Linked DNA regions of Mus musculus: region 2 is linked to region 1. The links are chromatin contacts, called in public Hi-C maps. All regions are on one chromosome and are shown on one strand. Each heading gives the region's core, a stretch centred on a gene start, on an enhancer-like site or on the middle of the called end of the contact. The rest is flanking DNA. Distances are from core to core; before and after follow the strand shown. Region 1 overlaps 9130204K15Rik (a long non-coding RNA gene). Region 2 has its middle 7.6 kb from the start of Gm24454.

What was found. A called contact is a pair of places that touch in the nucleus more often than the background predicts.
Region 2: a contact with region 1 is called in a Hi-C map of embryonic fibroblasts, with 2.6 times the contacts expected there. The contact joins two enhancer-like sites. A contact is called at or near these places in 1 of 15 datasets of contacts at CTCF or cohesin (the NIH/3T3 cell line), 4 of 484 Hi-C or Micro-C datasets (bone marrow-derived macrophages, brown adipocytes, embryonic fibroblasts and 1 more), 5 of 115 datasets of contacts at active chromatin or transcription factors (the NIH/3T3 cell line and embryonic stem cells) and 1 of 9 other capture datasets (embryonic stem cells).

What each region holds. Positions count from the first base shown.
Region 1 is chr11:79,750,287-79,755,934 of GRCm38.p6, reverse strand. The region is part of intron 2 of 9130204K15Rik (a long non-coding RNA gene); the gene reads left to right. Among named protein-coding and RNA genes, the nearest start is that of Mir365-2, 27 kb to the right of the region's middle. Within about 2 kb of position 3,479, at least 64 of the 459 cell types and tissues checked have an H3K27ac peak or open chromatin away from gene starts, as enhancers often do. A contact at or near this core is called in the NIH/3T3 cell line and embryonic fibroblasts, where this site is marked.
Region 2 is chr11:79,898,475-79,904,122 of GRCm38.p6, reverse strand. No RefSeq gene overlaps it. Among named protein-coding and RNA genes, the nearest start is that of Gm24454, 7.6 kb to the right of the region's middle. Within about 2 kb of position 2,317, at least 12 of the 459 cell types and tissues checked have an H3K27ac peak or open chromatin away from gene starts, as enhancers often do. A contact at or near this core is called in the NIH/3T3 cell line and embryonic fibroblasts, where this site is marked.

The sequences.
Region 1 (5,648 bases), core at 2,230-4,729:
AGAACACATGGAGAGTGATGGTATGGACCGTCTCATAGGTGGGGTTCATGGGCCTGAGGCCAGGAAAGGCAGAGACAGGGCCAGGGTTCCCAAGTGCCTTCTCCAGAACATGCTGTAAAGAACCTGAGGGTCAAGTTGGAGGTTGGTCCTCTGTGAGGAGAGTCCAGACCTTCCAAGCCAGGGCAGAGAGAACATGGTCAGAGCTAGAAGCTCAATGGGAGGATTGTGCATCCGTCAGGGCGGACCCACTAGATGCCAACCATCTAGCAAGAAAAGCCTCCCTGTTTGTCACCTAAGAGCCAGGTCAGGCCTTGGGTTGGTGGTGGCTCTACTCTGTGAGATTCATTTGCCAGAGTGAGATTAAAGCAGCAAAACTCTTAAAAAATGTTTTTACACATACATACACACACACACACACACACACACACACACACACACACACATCTTGTGTGCGTGCATGCGTGTGAGTGTGTGTGTGGTGTGTGTGTGTGTGTGTGTGTGTGTGTGTGTGTGATCATGGCATGTATGTGGAGGTCAGAGAACAACTTGAAGGAATCAGTTCTTTTGTTCCACCATGTGGATTCTGGGGTTGAAACTCAGGCCATCAATCTGGCAACAAAATACTTTGAGCCACTGAGCCATCTTGCCAGCCCAGAACAAGTGTTCTTTAAAGTCGTGTTTGGAAGGTTTCAAAGAGATGTCAGAACCACCTTCACAAACATTGCCACCCTACTTTTGCTGTTCATTCTGATTTCTTCCTCTATGTTTTTGAAAAGGCCCTCCCAATTAAAACAACCTTATATCCAAATGTGTGTGTGTGTGTGTGTGTGTGTGTGTGTGTGATTGTGTGTGTGATTGTGTGCATGTGTATGCATGTTGGTGAGCATGGGTGTGTATGTATGCTTGTGTGTTCACATGAATGCATGCACATACACTCCTGCCTGTCTTTCACTTGGGTTTTTCATACAGCACCGTGATTTGGACACCACGCCCATCAGTATGAGAATCAGCCTTCACTCACTCTGGCAATTTCATAATCCCCCACTGTGTACTGGACCGTACTTTCTTTCACCAGTCCCTGATTTGTGGATGTTGGGTGGCTTTCAGATTTTGCTAGTACAACTGATGGCATAACAAATAGCTTTGTGTGTAAACCTATTGTACCTTTTGCCATTGTGACTTGGAAGTAGGATGACTGGATCAAAGAACAATTATATGTGTGATTTTATTTGATCTTATCAGACTCCCTCCAGAGAGGTATTATTCCTTTTCATCTCCCTTACCAACACATACATGATTGGACCTGGAACAACAATACCTTTCCCAATTGCATGCTGTTTAGATGGAAGAATAGGCACATGGGGCATCTAGCACCAAGCAATGCATCCCTCCTAGATAATAAGATGGAAAATGGATGGAGTGTCACAGACCTCTAATCCCAGCACTTGGGAGGTAGAGGTGGGGCGAGTAGAAGTTCAAGGCCATCCTTGACCACATGGTGAGTTTAAGGCCAACCTGGGCTACATGAGACCCTGTCTTAAAAAGGAAGTGGGAGGGGAGAGCAGTGGTGGCGCATGCCTTTAATCCCAGCACTTGGGAGGCAGAGGCAGGTGGACTTCTGAGTTCGAGGCCAGCCCGGTCTACAAAGTGAGTTCCAGGACAGCCAGGGCTCTACAGAGAAACCCTGTCTCGAAAAAAAAAAAAAGGAAGGGGGTGGAGAAGAGGAGGAGGAAGGGGAGGAAGAAAAGGAAGAGGAGGAGGAAGAGGAGGAGGATGACAGGTAGAGCCTGGCATGGTGTGCACACCTATAATCCCATTACTCAGAGGCTAGAGCAGGAGAATCATGAGTTCAAGGTCAGCCTTGGGTTCTTAGCAAGACCCTGTCTCAAGGGCACATGGCAGTGGCTTAAAGGACCCTATGTCTACCTCCTGGGAGAGGAACCAGAGAGACAGACTCCCCATCACCAGTATTCCAGCTCTGAAAAAAGCTGGGTTTCCATTCCAAGGGGATGTGCCTCAAGGATCTCTGAGCAGTGACCATGACACTATTTGGTGACCCTGAGTTAGAGATAGGCGTCCCTCTACCACATGAGGTGTCATCTTGACAGAAGAGAGCTAAGGTCCTTTCTCCCTATTTGAAGCATGTGAAAATGTAAATGCAAAAGAGGAGTGACAACCCTAGCTGTGGAGGGAGGTATGGGCTAGCCACAGCTGCTTCTGAGACAGTGGAATTCAAGAATAATGGGTGGTGGGGCGGGGGAGGCACTTAAGCATTGCCAGAGCCATGATAGGATGTCTTGGCATCCTGTCCCTGCCTGTCCCTGTCTCCTTCTAGCATGGGAAGAGCTGAGGCTGGCTGAGGCCCTCTGTCCTAATTGCTCATCCACCACCAAGGCCTGTGTGTTGTATTTCTGAGCACCTTCAGTGTAGAGAAGTCCCATTCCCAGGGCACCTGCTAGGACTGTTGCATCCACAAGGCCAGCAACCTTTCTTGGGATTTTTTTTTAGTAGACTTCTTCCAAGCCAGGTAAGGGCCATGCCTACCTAGGGGATGGCCCCTGGCTATTTTCAACCTCTATCCCTTGGGTTGTAATCTATGTGTTGACACAGAGGCCAATGCCCTCGCCACTGTCCCTCTAGCAACAGCCATCAATCAATCAAAGTGCATCCTGTGCAGCACAGTCCCAGGCCCTGTGGCCTCAGCCTTGTGACTCAGGCAGCCACTGTCCATTCATCAGACTGATACAAGGACAGAAACCATTTTCCAACCAGACTAGTCCATCGTGGGTATAAGAGAAAGAGGGTTAGTGACTAAAGCCAGGCGAGGGCACTGGCCTCTTGGTCCTGTGTAGTTCAGGAGTCTATTCTCCAAGATGACTAGAGTTCTCACTTAACTGGGTGTCAGGGATTTTAAGAGCTCCAGGATCTTAGCATGGTGGCAAAGTTGGAAAAAAAAAATCTGACTCAGGGCTTAGGAACCCATGTGACCCTTTGACCTCCAGTGAGTCTAACCCTTAGGGAATGTGAGAATCAAACTGGAAAGCCCACAAAACCCAGCCAGCTCTGAAGGTGGGAGGCAAGGAGGCACTGGGACTCAGACTCCTAGAGTGGGTGCAAAGACTTTTGTCCCTCTCCCCGGCGCTTGCCTTTTGCTCCTTTCGTCTCCAGATTACATAAATCCATCTCAAGAATGCAGAAGAATAATACCGTCCTCAGGCCTGGCTCCCATAAGAAAAGGGAACAGCCAGGAGACAAAGCGAAGCAGAGAGAAAAAAAGATAGAATGACAATGAAAAGTATTTGTTTTAGACGACTATGACGAGGGCTAGCTATTTGCTCTAATGCTCTGTTCTCTTGTTTGCTTGTCCTTCTGAGAGCTCAAGGACCTTTTAAGGTGGAATGCTCGGAGCTGTGCTTAGGCAGCCGATCAGCCTTGGGCAGCTGGAAATGCAAGCACAGAGCTGGAAGCAGAATCTGGGCAGGACCAAGAGCGCAGTGGGTGTGAGGCAGGAAGCCTGCTTTACATTCCAGGACCCTGCCTGAATAGGGAGAGACTGGAACTGGAAGATGTGTGGGGCTGAGGATGTGGCCCAGTGGTTCAGCGCCTGCCTAGCATGTACACGGCATTTTAAAAAGATAAGATACAAATATCTCAGGTCAGGTCAGATCCCAGCGGGGCTCCTCCCATCTACATCAAGCCTTGCAAAAGTACTAACACCTCCATTTTACAGGCGAGTAAACTGAGGCACAGAGATACTGCTTCATCTCTGGCTCTACCCAGGAACATCTCACTCTAGTCTACAAGGAAATCGGCATCTAATCCACTTTCCAGATAACCAAGCAAGAACCCAGGGATAAACAGCTGGATATGGTGGCGCACATATGAGCTTTTAGTACTTGGAAGGTTGAGGCAGCAGAATCGCCATGAGCTCAAGGCCAGACCTTGTCTCCGATAAATACATCAATAGCCTGACAGGTCAGAACATGGGGCTGAGGAAATACTTGGCAGTGGAAAATATGAAAAGCAGAACCTTTTCTCATTCATACATTTTAATGGAGAGAAGTGGCCTCTGGAATTAGAAGCAGCAGGCTCACCACTTGCACTGAGCTGTCCTTGAGCTAATGTAGAAGTGACTGGACAGCCCAGCACCCTTGCTTCTGAGGGTGTGCCTTCTTGACAGAGATGGAGAGGTGGGTGTCTTAGTTAGGGTTTCGTTGCTTTGAAGAGACACCAAGACCAAGGCCACTCTTATAAAGGACATTTAATTGAGGCTGGCTTACACTTTCAGAGGTTCAGTCCATTCTCATCACGGCAGGAAGCACGACAGCATGCAGACAGACATGGTCCTGCGGGGGCTGAGAGTTCTCCATCTTGAACTGCAAGTAATCAGGAGGAGACTGGCTTCCGCAGGCAGCCAGGGGAGGCTCTCTTTCACATTGGGTGAAGTTTGAGCACCAGGAGGCCCCAAAGCCTGCCTACACGGTGACACACTTCATCCAACAAGGCCACACTTCACATGTGTAGTAGGACCACTTCCCATGGGCCAAGCATATTCAAACTACCTTAGTGGGTAAAAAGGGATTCACAAAGCTGGAAGTAACATAATTAAACTGGACTCCATAAAACATAGCAAGCCAGGCATGGTTGTGTACATCTTATATACACACATATACAATATACCATGCATGCACAGAGACAATATAGCCAAGAGGTAAGGTGCTGTGGACTTACAAACGTTGATGCCCAAAGCAGGACCTGAGAGAGGCTGTATGGGAGCTGATTGGTGATGTGGTTGTGAAATAGTCTGGGCTGGCAGAGTGGCTCAGCAGATAAAGGTGCCTGCCACTAAGACTGAGGGCCTGAGTCTGGTTAAGAGAGAATTGATCCAAGTTATTCTCTGACCTCCATTCCCTATAGCATGCATGCACCCACACACATATGCAGACACAAAAACGAAGGAATAAATAAAATATAACAAAACATTTAGAGAAAGAAAATACATGCCCAGTGTTCAGTAGTAACACATAACTGATATGTCAGTTACACCCCTCCCCCCACCATGCTGGTAGTGGATTCTTTTATATCTCAAAATAGATTAGAGACTGATTTGCTTGGGGTGATGTTGTAATTATTTTTCCTTATTTTTAGAGTTTTCCCCCTTTCTTTCTTTCTTTCTTTCTTTCTTTCTTTCTTTCTTTCTTTCTTTCTTTCTTTCTTTCTTTCTTTCTTATCCTGGTTCCTTTCCCTAGGGAACACACAAGTCATGAAAGCTTGAAGTCTTTTAGTAGAAGCTGCTCTCGCTCCCTGCATAGTCCACTGTTGCCAGGGCTTTCTCCAGAAAGAAACTGAAGGATAGCAGTGCCAGGGAAGCAGCTAGTGAAGCGGCCAGAGGACAGATCTGGGATGCGGGAAGGGGCTGGCGGTGTGTGTGTGTGTGTGTGTGTGTGTGTGTGTGTGTGTGTGTGTGTTCAGAATTGGAGTCAAGGCCAGGAAGAGTTGGGGCTCACAAACAGTCATAGACCCATTTCACAGGTCCAGGTAAGAATTGCCTGGGCTGGCTAGGTGTGCCCTCTCAGCTGGCCCCATGCTGGTTAGTAGGATTCTGCACTTACACCTCTGGCTGCTTCTGTTCCATTAACACTCCTACC
Region 2 (5,648 bases), core at 1,068-3,567, 150 kb before region 1:
GCAGCAAGTGCCTTTGCCTTTACTGAACCATCTTTCTCGTCAATATGATTTTTCATTACTAAAAATATTCTATGGAAAGCATTTACCACCATGCATTTAGTCACCTTTTCATGCTTTTAATAGTTTTATTATAATCAACAATGTCATAGTAAACATTTTTTTCATAAATCTTCAGTGTGTTTGTTTGCTTGCTTTCAAAATGTTCTTTGTCATGAAATTTCTGGCTTCCTTCCTCCTTTCCTTTCCCTTCCTTTTTTTTGACAGGGTTTCATTTTGTTGCTTAGGCTGGCCTTGAACTTGCAATCTTCCTGACTCAGCCTCCTGAGATTGAGGGTGACAGGTATGCAAGATCAAGTTCAGGGTTATTTTTTAAATTTTTTTTCTTATTTGAAGGACACAATGTGAAATTGCTCTCAGAGAGGCTCATGCTGTTTTAAAAGCTCTTCAAAAGTGTATCCAATTCACTTTCTGTTGCCAAGAGTAGCTTACTATATTTTAAAAAACGTCTCTCGGGATGCGGCATCTGTAGATTTATTTTGTGTTCTAATCCAGGTTTAACCTAACCTTTAAAGCTAGGCCATGTTTCCCCTTTGCCGTGCAAACTAAATCCATCTTTTCAAATTGAGACTCAGCCTTATTCTGGAAGGACTCAAGAGTTCTGCTTTGGACGTGTTCTTTTCTTTGTATACGCTCACAGCCAAGTTTGCATGAATCATGATAGAAGAAAAGCATTGCTATTTTTCCAAGGGCTCCAATGCTTCTCTACTGGATTATGGCTTGGAACAGATTCTCTGGGGCTGGGGAGGGGTGGGGCAGCGCAGGAGTTGGGATCCACTCGTTGGGAGGTTAAAGTCATGGCAGTAATGATGGAGAAGGGGCTTGTGTGCTGGGCTGTATCAGTACAAGTGTTACCTGGAAGGATAGACGGCTTGTCTGTTCTGTTTCTTCTTATGGAGATGGGGCTGGCTCTCTTTCTTGGCAGTGACTTAGTCAGGGGTTTTAGACTCCTCTTTTCTATTGGGTGGATGCTTAACTCAGGAATGAGCCTTCCAGTCCTTCTTGGCTTTTGACATGTTAATGTCAAATGTGAAGCCTGGTTAACCTGGGGTGCTTAGACTTAAGCCTGCTGGTTCTAAGACAGAACCCGTCTCATGGGAAAAGCTGTCTTCAGAAGCCTGGGAACATTGCACTAAAAAAAGGCACAAAGACACAAGGTGGGGTTGTGGCAGAGAGGGACAGTATTCATGCTAGCTGTCTCAGCCATGGTCCGAATCAGACATCTTTTTCAGTTACAATGGAAAGACTCCAGTGCACCTGGAGGGACCAGGTGCTTATGTCTGAGAAGTGAGCACAGAGAGTTGTAGGGAGGGCGAGCTAGAGTTGGCACTCAGAGAAAACACAATGGGTTAAAACATCTGAGATACTCCAGGTGATAGAATGGAGCAAGGCACGAAGCAGTTGCTGGGGCATGAGAAAGGAGGCAGGAGGCACACAGCCAGGGGAGGCACAGAGTCTACTCTGTGTTTCTGGGCATGAGGGATCTCCAACCAGGTTGGCAGCTGGAACAATGGGGAAGCAGGGCCTCAAGGAGAATTGGAGTGGAAGGCAATGGAAGAGCTGGTAGGCAGGGTGGCTGATCGGCTTGCTGTTCGTCTGGTCAGGCTGCCATACCAAAAGACTGGACAGGGTGGCACAGGTAACCGAATCCAGGTCCCACAGTCAGGGTGCCGTGGTGTTGGTTCATTGCTCAGGTGGCACCGTGCTGTGTCTTCACCTGGCTTCTCTGAAGGTGTGTAGTGAACTCTCTGCTGTGTCATCTCTTCCTTCTTTCCTTCCTCTATCTATCTATCTATCTATCTATCTATCTATCTATCTCTTCTTCCTCCCCCCCCCCTGGTTTTTGTGTATGTGCATGTTTCTGTGTGTGTGGACACATGTGTGGGTACATGTACATGTGTGTGGATGCAGAAGTCCAAGATTGAGGTAGGAAATCTCCTTAACTGTCCTTCCATTTTATTCAATGAGGCAAGATGTCTCAGTCAGAAGCAAGACTGGCCAACATGGCCAGCTGGACCTGGGGAATCCCCTGTCATGGCCTTCTGAGGTTGGGATTGTAGGAGAGCTGCCATATGCTACCTACAGCCCACTGGGTTCTGTTTTCATGCTTGTTCTAGTTTTCATGCTTGGACATTGAGCGCTTTAACCATCAAACCATCTACCCTGGTCTCTTTCTCGTCTTCTGGGACTAGGACCTGTAAGAGACCCCATGACCTCACTTAGCCTTAGTCACTTCCTCCCATGTTCTCTCCCCATATCCAGTCTGACTGGGAGGCAGAGTTTTAGCTTATGAGTTAGTGGGGCAAGTACACAGACCACAACATAACTCAAAGAGAAGTCAATTCTGGATGTGCTATGTTTTTTTTTCTTTCTGCAGTTTTTATAACTGTCATCTGTAAAGGCGTCCGTGTATTCCTGGTGCTGTTCTGGTATTATTGCTGATCTTTAAATATGCTACCTATTATTACTGTGTATGTGTGTGAGTGCAGGGGTGTGCATGTTATAGTTTGTGTAGAGGGCAGAGAGCAGCTTTCAGGGTCCCACTGAGCTCAGGTTGTCAGGCAAGCTTGTGTGGCAAGCACCTTCACCCGCTGAGCCATCCTGATGGCCCACTAGCCTTTATTTTAACTAGTTTGCCTATGCTAGCCAGCCAGCAGCAATCTCAGCCCTGCATCCTTGTCACTATTGCATCTGACTGCCAGTGCTCAACCTCGAAACCACAGCATTGGCTGCCCGGCCCTTCCTGGATGCTTCATAAGTCCTCAGGAATCCTGGTTATCCAACATAGAAAGAGATGCGAGGGTAAAGACGGCTTTTCAGGGCTCTCCTCCATCACTGACACATACTGGGTGATAGTAACCTTGCTCTCTGGCGAGGCACAGGAGGTTGTCACAATCCAATATTTCTTTTCTTTATTTAGAGAAAGCTCTATAGTTTTGGTAATCAAAGTTAGTAGATAAGACCTTATATATTAGTGCTATATGTAGTATAGTAGTTTACCCTTGTACAAATGGGAAAAAAAAAATAAGTTTGAGGCTGGAGGGATGTCTCCTCACTTAAGAGCATTTGCTACTCTTCCAGAGGAACCAAGTTTGGTTTCTGACCCACATGTCAGGCATCTAACGACTGCCTGTAACCACAGCCTCGGGGAATTGATGGCTTCTTCTGGTCTCTATGGACAACCCAAGAACATACAAATAAATGGAAAGAAATAGATTGTTGATGATGCTGTTGTATTGTTTTTGAGACAGGTCTTTCTGCGTAGTCCCCTTCCATCTCTGGTTGGCATGGAACTTACTGTGTAGATCAGGCTGGCCTTGAAATCACAGAGGTACAACTGCCTCTGTCTCCTAAGTGTGGGATTAAAGGCTTGCACTACCATGCCCAGCTATGGATAATTTTAAAAATATTAAGTTTAACATTTCTAGATCTAGACACTTATGCTGTGATCCCCTATGAACTGAAGATATTTTCCACTTCACTTTTATACGTTGTTTCTATTTGAACCTTCCAAAATCAGCTATGTCCATCACTGTCCTGATGTGCCACGCCTGTTTCGCGTCACTGTTTTGTTTAGATGCCTTTCCTTGAATTGGAGTTTCTCCCAGGCTGCATTATTAAAATGTATGTGTATGTACTTGATTTTCTGTCTAGATACCTCCCCCTACACACACACACACACACACACACACACACACACACACACACACACACACACACCTCACTACCTCCCTTACCATCATCGAGCCTGGACTTGTGTGTAAAAATCCTATTATGTAAAATCAGGAAATGAATGGCATCGGATTCATGTGGCTGTTGCCTAGAATGGGCATGGTATATGGCAACGTGGAAACGTCCCCTCAGTGGGCCTGGACATAACCACTTTAGAAAGCTCAGTTACAGCATTGACAAGGATTGAGGCTAGCGCTCTGGACATGTCTGTTGAATTAATTTCAGTCTTAGTTCATGGGCAAGCAGAAGGGTCAGTGGCTTTTCTGTCTTCTCTTGGTCTCTAACCTTTTGCCTCGAACCCCCTATAATGCTTGTTCCACTTGCGGTCCCACTCAGCAGAGTGAGAAACCCCAGATGCTTATGTTTCCCACTGGGCAGGGGCTGGTTCTTTCCCTCGGGCCCAGCACCTTTTTCTTAGAACCAGTTTCTTGGGATTCAATTGAAGTTTCTAGAGCACCCTGATTCACCGGAACCCTCTCAGGGCTGCTGGGGCCCAGCAGGGGCCCCTGCCCGCAGTCAGACTCCCCATTTCCTCTTGTCAATCTTGCTCCTGGTTTATGAGAAGCCCACAGGCTATCTATCTAAATACTTAAAACACAGGACTTAGCCTAAAGAAGTGTTACAGACAATAGGTGCCATCCTCATACCCGAACCAATGCACCTTCCTAGTAACAAGGCTGCAAATGTGCAAGGCTGTGTAATCCACTGAAACCGGGGAGATAGGAGATGGGAATGAATTTAACCACTGTTAGGTGTTCAGCAAGTTTGACTATAATTAAAACAATGGGGCCAGTGAAATGGCTTAGTGGGTAAAGGCGCTTGCTGCCAAGACTGCTGACCTGGATTTGATCCCTGTGACCAACATGGTAGACAGTGAATCCTACTTCTGCAAACTGTCCATTGACTGACACGACACACACACACACACACACCCCAAACAACTGAAAACATAAAAAAATTAATTTTTAAAAAGTTTTCAATAGAGTATTTTAGAAGAAAAGCATATTAAAATGACTAGGCATCTTATTAAATTCTAAATAAACTTACTATTTTTTATTTTGAGCTGGGCAGTTATGGTGCACACCTTTAATACCAGCACTCAGGAGGGAGAGGCAGGTGGCTCTCTGTGACTTCAAGGCCAGCCTGGTCTGCAGAGTTCCAGGATAGCCAGGACAACCCAGAGAAACCCTGTCTCAAAAATAACAAAACCAAATTTGCAGTGAGTTTATACTTTTTCCATAAAGTACTTGTGTAATTTGTCATATTTATTCATTTCCGTTTGTATTTTGGTATGTTGATGGTTGAATGAGAATGTCCCTCTTGGGCCCAGATGTTTGAACACTGGATTCTCAGTTGATGGCATTTTGGGGGGCGGTTTAGGAGGTGTGGCCTTGCTGGAGGAGTATGTCACTTGGGGAGAGGGTTTGCTGCTTCCAGCGCGCTCTCTCTCTCTCTCTCTGTTTTTTTTTTTTTTAATTGCACCTCACTCCTTTATTATACTGATCTGGAAAGAGACTTAGTTGTTATGCCCAAACGAGCTCTGAACCCACACGGTAGGGTCAAGCAGCTGGAACATGATTATGATTCAGACAATGAAAGACAAAAACTGAGACATGATCCAGGGGCACTTCACCTCTACAAAACAAGCCAAAGGGATCCAAACACAGCAAGAGGTACAAGGAGTTTATCCCACAGATATGAGGAGTGGCTTATTTTCTGGTGACCACACAGGACTGCCACTAGCAACCTCAGAGTTGCTTTTGGGTGCTGATAATATGTATATATACTTTTGTGTGTGTGTGTGTGTGTAAAAGTAAATGTAACATAGACTTGACAAGATTGACCCCAACCTTCTAGGA